3 separate regions of the Mus musculus genome follow, and regions 1 and 2 are each linked to region 3. The links are chromatin contacts, called in public Hi-C and HiChIP or PLAC-seq maps. All regions are on one chromosome and are shown on one strand. The core of a region is the stretch at or near the end of the contact, and the rest is flanking DNA. Distances in the headings are between cores, read along the strand shown.

Evidence for each region. HiChIP or PLAC-seq counts read pairs in DNA pulled down with a chosen protein or histone mark. Hi-C and Micro-C count contacts between places; a contact is called where the count stands out from the background.
Region 1: a contact with region 3 is called in a CTCF HiChIP or PLAC-seq map of the NIH/3T3 cell line, with 6 read pairs. The contact joins two enhancer-like sites. A contact is called at or near these places in 2 of 39 promoter capture datasets (the 3T3-L1 cell line and cranial neural crest), 1 of 15 datasets of contacts at CTCF or cohesin (the NIH/3T3 cell line) and 2 of 9 other capture datasets (adipose tissue and liver).
Region 2: a Hi-C map of adipose-derived mesenchymal stem cells shows a contact between it and region 3, with 1.9 times the contacts expected there. The contact joins two enhancer-like sites. A contact is called at or near these places in 1 of 39 promoter capture datasets (embryonic stem cells) and 2 of 484 Hi-C or Micro-C datasets (adipose-derived mesenchymal stem cells and nephron progenitors).

The regions. Positions count from the first base shown.
Region 1 is chr2:113,419,491-113,423,127 of GRCm38.p6, reverse strand. The region is part of intron 2 of Fmn1 (formin 1); the gene reads right to left. Among named protein-coding and RNA genes, the nearest start is that of Gm13963, 30 kb to the right of the region's middle. Within about 2 kb of position 2,202, at least 74 of the 459 cell types and tissues checked have an H3K27ac peak or open chromatin away from gene starts, as enhancers often do. A contact at or near this core is called in the NIH/3T3 cell line, where this site is marked.
Region 2 is chr2:113,374,834-113,378,995 of GRCm38.p6, reverse strand. All of the region lies in intron 2 of Fmn1 (formin 1), which reads right to left. Among named protein-coding and RNA genes, the nearest start is that of Gm13963, 15 kb to the left of the region's middle. Within about 2 kb of position 2,610, at least 30 of the 459 cell types and tissues checked have an H3K27ac peak or open chromatin away from gene starts, as enhancers often do. A contact at or near this core is called in adipose-derived mesenchymal stem cells, where this site is marked.
Region 3 is chr2:113,762,937-113,766,946 of GRCm38.p6, reverse strand. Gm46756 (a long non-coding RNA gene) reads right to left here. Exons shown (of 2, transcript XR_003954050.1): 2 at 921-3,632. Among named protein-coding and RNA genes, the nearest start is that of Gm46756, 3.8 kb to the right of the region's middle. Within about 2 kb of position 1,771, at least 22 of the 459 cell types and tissues checked have an H3K27ac peak or open chromatin away from gene starts, as enhancers often do. A contact at or near this core is called in the NIH/3T3 cell line and adipose-derived mesenchymal stem cells, where this site is marked.

The sequences.
Region 1 (3,637 bases), core at 953-3,452, 340 kb after region 3:
CCATCATTAACCTCCTGCCATACACAATAAAACAGACTATAGGCAACAATTAGCTTTTGATGTCCAATGGCAAGCAGCAATCTAATCCCTGGGAAAGTAGAAGTGTGTGAGGTAAGCCACACAACTGTCCATGATTTCTGCCAAATGCTGATTTCTGGATTGCAAAGGAAAAATGAAATGAGCCCTGGTGACTTATCTGACATTTTAAGCATTCTAGCATGAATATAATTAGGAGCATTGGGGTTGGACAGAAAATATTCAAAGAGATACTAGCTTTAATGTTTCAAGTTTGAAGAAGGTTAGAAACCCATGGAATAAAATGTTTCAACTAACCACAAGCAAGACAAACGCAACAAACCAGCACTAAACAAATTTGCTGAAAACCACTGATAAAAGGACTACTATTGAATCAGGTAGGGGAAGCTGGACACTAGCACAAGCTTCCAATCAGAACTAAGAAGGGAGAAGATGGTGAGTGCTGGCAGTCAAAAGGAATGGGAAAGAATGACATAAGGCGACTCACTTTATTGCAAAGTTATAACAATCCTAAATTTGTACTACTGATACCTAATAAAAGGTACCGGTACGTGAAACAAAACTACCAGAAATGGATGGAGAAATATACAAATTCAAAATTATATGGAGAGACTTCCATATTACTCTCTTATTAATTGCCATAAAAGACTGACAGAAAATCAGTGAAGTCAGGAATGGTGGCTTGTGCCTGGAACTCCACCACTCAGGAAGCTGAAGCAGGAAGATTACCATGAGTTCAAGGTTAAGTAAGTTCAGGACAGCCTGGGCTACGTAGCGAGACCCTATCTCAAAAATAAGACTGCAAAATCAATGGATACAAAGACTTACCAGATTTTATCTAATAGTTATAAGATATCCCACCCAATAATTGGAAAATATGTACTCTTTCCAGACATATGTAGAATGTATAACCAACTATTTGAAAATTAAAGAACATACTTAACCTCAAGTGTTAAAATCACAAGAAAAAGTAGAGGAAATTGGGGTCACAATTAAAGTGGAATTCATAGGAAATATATAGACCTGCTCAATACTGAATGGTACTCCCTAATTCTCCTAAATGTTCTTTTGGCTAGGGGAATGTTGCACACGGTGAACACATCGTTAACCTAGAAAAGATCATATGCTTTCTGAACACTGCTATTGAATTCCCCTGCTTTGCTCCCAGGAACCTTTCAGTCTCTATGGTTAGGCATATGTTGGACACTGATCTTGAAGAAACAAAACCAGCTCCAGAGAAAGAGCTCTGAATGTATTAGCGGTTCCTAGGAAGACAGGCCTTCCAGCTTACTCTACAATGAAGTCCCAAGCCAGAATCTTTACAGACATTATCTGTCCAAGTTAGCTTGTGGTTCCAGTGGCTGCCAGTTAGCTGAGAACTTCTAACACCACAAGCAAGAGGCTAGAGAATAAAAGGAGAAACAGGCTGAGTAATTCCACACTTACTGCACCCACAAGATCTCTGAGGCTGCTGTTTTCCACAGTCATACCTCCTACTGATTGCTGCTTTTCTATTCTGCAGTTCTTGTCAGCTTTCTAACAATGGAAATTTGTTTCCCTTTCAAGCCTAGGAGTGTTCCTAAGGGCCACCCACTCATGTTAGTTCCTGGAAACCCATAAACCTGGACTTGTTTTCTTAACTAGGTCATTCAGTTCATACATAGCCTCTAAAAACTACCTTCAAGTTTGGACTTACTAACTCTACTCTTTAACTTTCCATCAGGAACTCTGACAAATATTGGCGCTGGCAATGATATCTATTTCCTGCCTTCTAACATGTTCATATTTACTAATGCACATAGGCCCTTGCTGTCTGCTACCCACGGTACTCATTTAGAATAATAGCGATACTGTGATTGGTCCATCCATTCTCCAGTGAGCTATCAAAGTGATCAACCCCTTCTCACCTTCTGTTCTGACAGAGAACGGGAAATTGACATAGCCCCAAATAAGGGAGGGATGTAGTTAAGTATACTACTTTCTTTCTCAGGTGAAGACGATTCAATTGGTACAAAAGAGAAGCACAATAAATAAATCAATAAAGGCACAAGACCAGAGACCTCCTCAGACATATTTGGCAGCAATATCACATCTGAATAACAGCTACAATTGGCATCCTTGTGTAACTGAGCTTACAAAAGGCTAGCTGTTCTCCCCAAGTTACCTAGAGTCCTGACTAACCCTAAAGGAATTCCAGTGGCGAAGTGCTAAGAATGAATCACCATCTCTGCACCATTCCAATCTTTGACGCTGGCACAAATCTCTTCGGGTCCTTTATGGCTTAGTGTATGTCTTCAAGAAACAAGGGAAATAATATGATGCTTTCTTTCCCAGAACACATAGGTATAAGGAGTTCACACTCATGGTCAAAGGAATGGTTCAGTAGGCATATTCTCAAATTCATTTTACTTGCTTTTAGGTATTTTTGTTGTTTCTGATTCTCTCCTTCAATGTATAATATGATCCAGAAAACCAAACCAAACCAACCAAACATGGACAACAAACCATTGAAGCAAAAGAGGAGTTTCATGTAGGAGGACATTGGAGAACTCAGGGTCTTGTCAACATGTTTTGTTCAGCTAAAGTACCACAGATTCTTTTCATTACACCTTGGATCCATTTGCTCAAACATGAAGCTAGTCCTAATCATGTTTAATTAATTAGCTTGCTTTTAGCATCACACCAATATTTGAGTCCCCTCAAGGGGACTGTTGCAATCATCAGTGTGATTTTGCTATGTCTTTAGGCCATTATTGCACCAGAAAACACAGCTCCGATTTAAATTGCATGTCAGCAGAAAAAAATCAATGTACTAAAAGAAAATTGATTCCATAAGCCAAAATCTTTATGAAGGCAACTGATCCATAAAGTGAGTTAAAACTATACTAAGAACAGAATTGAATTCTCTTTCTTGGCCAAAAAGGACTTATCAATGTATTCAAATTCATGATAAACATTCACTGGGAAAAATTACAGTAAATAGGAAAATAGGGATCTTACAGCCTGAGGTTGATGAGAAATCATAAATCAGTACAAGATTGTCAGCAATGCTTCAGTGTAACGAAAAGGGTTGGGCTGATGGGTGTTGTAGAGACAAATGTATCTATCAGGAGTCGGGCTTTTATTGTGGGCTCACATGTTACACAACCAAAGGAGAATTATATAGGCCAGTGGTGAGTCTGCTGATAAACACAAGTTCCAAATAATTAATGCTCTCTTCCCTTATTTGAAATGAAAATGTACAGATGAAGGGCAGGAATATACCCGATTCCTGGGGAAAGCCACGGGCTTGCTCACACCCAGGGATGGGGTGGGGTGGGTGAATGACTTTTCAAGGGACTCAGCTTTGCTCAAGCCACGGAGAAACCAACTGGCAAAGGAAATGAGAACACATTGCTAGGGCAACAGGCAACAAAAGTCTATTCCTGCAGCAATGCCTTCCAGCTAATTTAATCCTAAAATAGTTCTGTAATTTGCCACAGAATCTAGAACAGCATGCATTACTGAAAAGGATAAAACAGTAAAGGAACGATTGGATAATTTCATGTAAATTACTAAAGGTGTTACTTTGCTGAAGAGACTTGACACTATTTTCTTTGCA
Region 2 (4,162 bases), core at 1,361-3,860, 390 kb after region 3:
TAGCGTAGCTGTATGTCAGTGTAGCTTCTGCTTTTATCTTGGTCTCTATTCAAGTGATTAAGGCAACTGCTCAATCCCAACCCCCATACTTCTGATGTAGTAGGTTATGGGATGAGCCTAACAGCATTTTATGCACTTTCTGCTTGTGGTCAATGATGCTGTTGTTCAGTGTCCACAATGTAAAAGGCACTGATCTCAGTCGTGCTGGCTCTCCCATGTGTTAACACTTCCTGTGGTCATATAGCTCCTTTCCCTTATTACTTGTGCACAATATAGGGAGACCTTTACTCAGCAATTACTAGCATAGCAGTTATGTAACATAGCCCATCAGGCATGTCCAACCTTTTGACATTGAGATATGACATTGTCATTACAAAGTTAATGCCCAAGAACCACAAAATCAAGTTACAAAAAAAAAAAAAAAAAGAACTCACAATAATAAAATTGTAAGTTTACAATTTTGTGTTGGAGCACACCCACAGGTCTCTTGGGATATGTGTGTTCCCAGGTTGGAATTCTACAACCTGTATCAGATACTGATACCTGTGCACCAAAGATACACAGGTGAGTAACAGCACAGCCTCTGCTCCCACAGAGTTCAAAGTCTAGAGAGATAAATGCTAATAAAGTTGTCTGGTAAACATTATGCATTAAATTTCCCTGAGAATAAAAGGAAAAGATGTTTATCTTACAATGAGTGAAATCAGGAGTTTTACAATGAAGAAGATGGTTAGGATTCAAATGAATTTATTATACTGAAATAGCTTTAGATTTAGAGAAGGCTTTTAAACATCCCTAGTCCCTTCTCCCATCGCTTCAACACGCGCAGTTTGAGGCTTTATGTGACCAAGGTTAAGAACAGGGTAAGAATATATGAACAAAAACTTTAATGCTTTTCAAACGAAAGTGATCTAAATATTTTTGGGGAAATAAGTGATAAACATATACTGAAGAACAAAGCTCTTCAGTACACATGTGTGTGTGTGCGTGCGCGCACGTGTGTATGTATCATTCTAATTTACAGAAAGGAAGTGCAATAAATTACCAATCTTCTAGCAGGATGCATATCTGGAATTTAACCCAAAGTGTTCATTTCTAGCATCCTGTCCCTATCTGTGATTAGTATGGAGGCAACCAGAAATGGAGGCAACCTCTTACAGTTACTTCAGGGGAAGTTGTGAGAACAAGCTTTTGGTAGAAGAAACAGAAGACAAGACCAGAGAGGAAACAGTAAGTACTAGACTATGGAAGCTCACTCTACTGAAGGGATTTAAGGTCTCAAGATTCCTGCCTTTTTATGTACATGTCCAGAATAATTATTCTTTTCTTCAATCAGGGCAGAAACTAAGACAGGCTCAGCATATCCTCTGTGATTAAGCTATACCATGTAGCAAAACTAAAGGAATTCTGCAGATGGAACGAAGATACTTGGGGCTCCTACACTTCCCCATTGCTTGACATCTCAAACGTTCAGGCCATTGTCCAGATCCATCTGTTCTTTTCTTGCCTTCTCTTCAGCATCCACTCTTAGGATCCTATCAAAATCTTGCCTCATTGGGTGATAACAGGAGCTTTATAGGCAGATCAGTGTGACGTTTGACGTTTTACCAGAAACTTTAGGAAACATAAACAGGTCAAGTGGCCTCGGTTTATGGCTGCATGTTAGTAAGTTTCCTAGAAGAATGCTTTCACACGGAAGGTGAATGCCAGTGGTGGGCATTAGACACTCAGCAGGTGAGCATTGCAGACAACCCTGGATCGCAGCCAAGAGCACCAACAGTCACCTGCCCAGCCTTGTAGTTCATGTATGATGGGTCATAAAGCATAGCTTGTGCAAGGCAAAGTGCAAATGTGCCAGCCTTTGATCATGCATAATGCATAATGCAACATGGTTAATCTGTGACCAGTGGGAAACATGAAACGTTAAATACCTTTGGTTTCTATGTCAAGTTTGGTCACTTGGCTACCCCTGGCTTTGACAGTAAAGTTAAGTTTCATTATAAAATATAAGATCTCTGATAAAATTGTCTGCCATGCACGTATATAAACCTTTTTCATTTAATTTCATTTTCACGGTCTGTGGGCCTTAGAGTTCTTAAACTCTTGCAGGGATAACTTGTAAGAATGGATGTACTGTAACAGTGTCTAATACCAGTGCTAATCACATAACATGGCATGGAGCAGTTTCATTCTGTTTAACATAGGGAGAGTGGGAAAACATTGTTCCCACTGTCAGTTTGCAGACAAGATGCTATGTTATCTATCCATCCATCCACCCTTCTAACAATTCACTCTTCAATGAAATGCCTATTGAGTACATAGAACATTCCATGTATTCAAATTAATTCTACATATATGTAATATTAGTGTTAACTTTGATGATAACATTTTTAAAAAAGAGTAACATTAGCTTCAATTCCACTGTGTTCTAATACTAGCTGTACAAGTTCTCAGCAGTAATGAGATACCGAGAACAGGGCAGAGAAAAACCAATCCTACTCCATTCGTGGGAGTCAGCTAAAGGAATTTTCAGCAGTTCTGACTGAATGCTCTGAAGGTCAGCGTGTCATCCCTCCTATCACTGTCTAGACAAATTAGTCACTCAATCACATTTTCAAAATTCTTTCACTTTTGCATCATCGCAGAAGTTATGGGAGGGCACACATTTGTGGTGATAGATATAGTCAACTGCTTGGTCATTGTAAGTTGGAAGGTTGCTTTTGATTAACCCAGCAAGTATATTTTAAAAGATTAGCACAAGTTGACCCACTATTAATGAAATGCAAGTCATAAAACCAAAGAGTCTGATGGGGACTTTTAAAATAAGATGTATGTTATTGTGTAATGATACAAGCAAGTGAGGTCTAAAAGCTTTCAACTTGACAAAATAAGACAGGAATCTGGAGGAACTCAATGGGTAATACCTGTAAAAATTAAGAATGCTTTCTAGAGACAAATTTATGCTCCACGAATAATTAGTAGGACAAAAGAGAACTTTAGTTTCTCTTGTCTTTTATTATCTCATAACTTAATTTATGATTTTATATTTCAGTGACATTAGCAATCAAACATTCAATTTTAGTTCCTTTGTGATTTAATTAAAAATTTACACCAGAATTAATTTGAAAAGCTACTGTGAACCATTTTAAACCAAGGCTTTTGCAAGTACATCAGAGGCATTATATATAAATGGCTCCTTTCCTTATGATATTTATAGATCTTTAGAAAAATCCAGTACTAACCTATGCAAAAGAGACAAAATCATTATGTAAGCCATTACCTAAAAACACAACCAAATCAAAAACAAAACAGACAAACAAACAAACAACAAAAGCCAGAAGCAAGCCAAGCATGGATTACTCTATACCTTAAAGACTCAGGAATCTGAGGCAGGAGGATTGCCATGCATTTACTGGGATACAAAGTGAGACCCTGTTCCAAAATACAATACAACACAAATTAACATAATAGAGAACTAGAAACAAATGTATCAGATTTAACCAAGAGCAAAGAAATCACAGAGAAATCACATACTGGCTCTAAGATATAGTTGCAGCACCATTTTATCACTGGAGAACAGCAACAAATAACGACTGTTAAAGTCCCACCACATTCCCCATAGGCTGACAGTAACCTGTGGTTATAATGAAGCTGACATTTCCTAGTGATACATGAAGTATTTTCAATGACATTATGCTATCAGTTCACAAAAGAACATTCTGAATTAGATATTATGCCATCTAACAAATGCAGTCAGTGGGATATTGGGGTGCAAACTAAGCTGCCTTTACCCATCTTCAGAGTTGGGCATCCCCTACACTGCACCAATTTCGTCCTGGATCCTCCTAGGAATCATATGGACTCAACCTCTTGGGTACTGTTCTCTTGCATTCTGGCTGCTTAAAGGTGCCTTTTGATGCTGACAAAATTGGTACTTTGTTCTGCTCCAATAGAAGATGCCAGATGGATTGCCCAAGGCACAGTTGCCTACATCTCCCACTTCTTAGGAAAATATAAAATCTAGCTCACTCCACCATGTTATACCTGTCCTGCTGCTTCAAGGGCACCCTGGGTAGAGACCCTGAACTCATATTAGTATATTCTGCTATAGAGATTGCATCTTCAACGTCTCGAAGAAATTTTAGTAACATTATTTTCAACT
Region 3 (4,010 bases), core at 522-3,021:
TTAGGTTGCATGGGCCCTGGCATCACTTCTGGGCATCTACATTCTTCATCATGTGTGGGCATAGTTGCACAGTCCTAAACCAGGTTCTAGAACACTTCATTGGTGATAAGGTCTTGTTACAGACTCTTCAGACTCCCAGTGGGTGTCAGGTCAGTTCAGTCCACTACTCTAGCTGGACCAGCCAGCTCCATTTCCTCTGTTCTATATTTTCTTTAAAAAACAATAGGGTATTCCATGGATGAAAAGACCTAACCATTGGCAGAGAGAGAAGATGCCAAAGCGTAGAGCACTATGCTCTTTCCAACTGTTTTATAGTGATGGGTCATACACCGTGTCCCATTGCTCCTGGTGAATGGGGAGCCAAGGAGCACAGGGGTGTGTTCTCTGATCCCATAGCAATCATAACAATGGAAGCTCTCCTAGAGGGCTGTGATCCAGAACCACAATGCTTAGCTATCCAGTGAGTTTCCTCTAAAATGTAAAAACCAGAGCAGGCTGAGAACAGTGGGAGCTTCTTTGTGGTTGTGTGATTGTCACCCAAAGGAGATCGAGAACAACTCTGTACTTTTGATGGCAATGAATGTTTCTGTCTTCCAGGGAGGCAGTGAATAAGAAATGGTTCTTGTCCATTCTTACACATATCTCACAGGAAGGAAATGCATGAAAATTAGACAAATGATCAAGCTGGGTGATATGAAAACCTGGTAAGAGCTAGCAAGGGCTTAGGGCAGAAGAAGTGTAGAGTTCAGTGCTGGTCCTAGGTGTTTGCTCAAGGGTTAATGAGGCAGCATGGTGGACATGAGCAGGACAGCAGAGAAACCTTGGCAGCCATCCAGATGTGCAGTGATCCTGACCTGGACTGGGGACACTTTGAAGTCAAATATGTGAACTGCCACTGGCAACCAAGGTTTGGGTGAACACCAGTATGGTTCCCATGGGGATGGGATAAAACAAGCCAGAGGACAGCTGACGAGACTCACAGCACTTTAGCTCTGATTCAGCTCAGCCTGTGCTAGACATACAGGCACTCAAAGATGAGGGTAGATGTACTTCTCTGTGCACTTAGGGCTGGTTTGTTCAAGAGCAGAGGGAGCCTGAGACAACAAGGGAAACACTGAACACAGGGTAAAAATGAATGACTATTTTGTTTGAGGTCCATCCTCAAATTCCTTGCTATATCTAGGCAACTTAATATCCATATTAAATACCTAGACTGGAAATGCAATTCTTGCTTTGAAAGCTTTCTTCATAGTGACAAGGTTCTTTTCCTTGGATTGGTGCCATGGAATTGACTTGTCAATAACTGCCATTAAAAAGCTAAAACTTCTGTACCATGTAGAGGAGCTGTCTGTCTTTGAAATAAACACAAATCCTTATTTAGAAGCACTCGAGCATCCCTCTCTTCCCCATTCTTCTTTTTAACTCCTGTCCTTATATTTATCTCCTTTCCCCTCTCCCTCCCTCCCTCCCTTCCTTCTTCCTTCTTCCTTCTTCCTTCTTCCTTCTTCCTTTCTTTCTAAGAAGACTGGAAACCTAACAGAGGCCCAGGCTAGGTTTTCTAGAGTAGTAAGAAAAAAAAATCAGCATATCTTGAAGGAAAATCCACTCTTCACTGTCTAAAAACAGTGGATTGCTCTGGTTGGCAATGTGGCTGCTGTATGAATCGTTGCGATTGATTTTGAGCAAGGTTTCGGTCTATTACAACATGCCTTCATGACAGTGAATCAAATGTGATTCATTCTCTAGGATCATTGTGTGGTCCAACCACTTCCCTCTAATATGAAGGAAACGAAGGAATGTGGCCTCCACTCGGGTGCCTGAGATCCTGCAGTCCCCTTGCTGCTCAGGGTGATGTGATGATCAGAGTCACCAGGAATCTTACTGCACCTGGCAGACACATGGGAGATCATCTGAAGCCAGTGTCTGGGGACACAGAGCCCCCACATGCTGCCCACTTCAAAGCTTGTCCATTTTATTTTGTTTCTCTTGTTAAATAGACAAGCAACATGGGGTACAGAAACAAACATTACAGTCAAGATTACCTTGCCCTGTTGGAAATGTTTTCCCCATTCAGGAGTTCTTTCAGTGTTAGGGTAAACAGGCTGGATGCTCATCTCCAAGGTTTCTTTTGCATTTTAGATGAGATTTCTCTGATAATTGTTTTCTTCCTTGTCTGATTCTTTCAATGATACTGTGTTTCTCTGGAGAGTGTGCCCTCTGTAGACATCACGTGCTTGATGTCCATGAGGCTCTCTGCAGACATGGATAGACAAGTGGTTAGTTTATATAAAGCACACGTGTATTGCTCTGACATAGGCAGTGACAAGAAAATAGTTTACTTTTTTCATTGTTTTTCTTTTAAAAAGGAATGAGGAATCAGATTCCGGATGACCCAACTTTCTAATCCAGGAAGCAAAGGAGCAGAGAAGACTTCAATTTAGGGACCAACAAGATGGTTCTCTAGGTAAATGTGCTTGCTGCACAGGCCTGTCAACATGAGTTCGAGTCCCAGAACTCACCTAGAGATGGAAGGAGAGACTCAACTCCACAAGTCTGTCCTCTGATCTCCACAGTGCACTGTGGTGCGCATGCCCAAGGCACACACACACACAGCATTCTCTCACACACAATCGTAATGAATACATAAAATTTACAATGTTTAAACTTTGACCTTTGCTTGCCAAATGCCAAGTTCAGGTTTATCTGTAAAAGGGAAATCAGGCCTGAGACTTATTCCCCCACCTTTATTCTTAAGCTCTCTCTATTATGCAAACACCAAAACACTGAACTTATTTGTAATTTCCTAATTTAAAACATAGACATGTGCTTACCTAGAACCAGAAAGACCATTGCCACACATCCTCTCAGGTGTGGATCCTAGCTTCAAAATCCAGAGTCTGTGTTTAATTTGGAATAGCTGCAGAAGCCAGAAAGCTAGAAAACAGCCACTCGAGGGTGGAAGAGAAAAGTCTCAAGGGAGGTTAGGCAGCAGAATAGAGGTGGCATGAAGGGAGACAGGGGTGGGGGTGGGGGGACTGAGAGAAAGACAACGCAAGTGTGGGGGATGGTGCGTGGAGGGCAGAAGTGAGTACGGTATGGGGAAGGCTAACTAGAGAAACATAATTTATAAGCTCTTCAAAAAAATAAAATAAAAGAATGTGGCCCAAAGGCTAAGAGTGCTTGCTACTGTCCCTGAGGACTTGAATCTGGGTAACAGTACCCACATCAAGTCACTTACAATCATCTGTAACTTTAGCTCCATGGGGTTCCAATGCATTCTTCTGACCTCTGTGGGCAGCCACATCTGTGTGGAATATACATATACAAAACAAACAAACAACCATTAAATAGTTTTTAAAATACACATTACATATAATTTTTAAAAGGAGTTTGCCCCTCCAACACATAGAGGACTTGAAGTTAGGAGGGAGGTAAGGCATTAAAGACAACTGGAAAGAGATAATGTTGGATGGATATAATCAAAATGCATTGTATAAATGGGGGGTAGTGGTATGGTACACACAATTAATCTCAGCACAGGGGAGGTAGTAGCAGGCTGATCTCTATGAGTTTGAGACTAGTCTGGTCTACAGAGATCCAGGACAGCAGGGGGCCACATACTGAGACCCTGTCTAAGATAGGAAGAAAGGAAGAGGAGGAGGAAGAGGAGGAGGAGGAGGAGGAGGAGGAAGAGGAAGAGGAAGAAGAAGAAGAAGAAGAAGAAGAGGAAGAAGAGGAAGAAGAAGAAGAAGAAGAAAAGAATTATTTAAAGAATAAATAAAATATTATTTTACAAAGAGGGTTGACTGGAGGTGCCTTAGATATGAAGATAATTCACCTCCCAGAAACCTTGGGTTATTAAAAATCCACATGCCAAATGTGGATTATTTCTTTATGAGTTGTTGGTCAGGTTGGTCCCAGAGGTCTTGAAACAATACAGGTCAATGCTATTGCTCTTGGCTGACTACGAGGACTCAATGGCAAAACCCCTTAAGATGCCACATACTTTT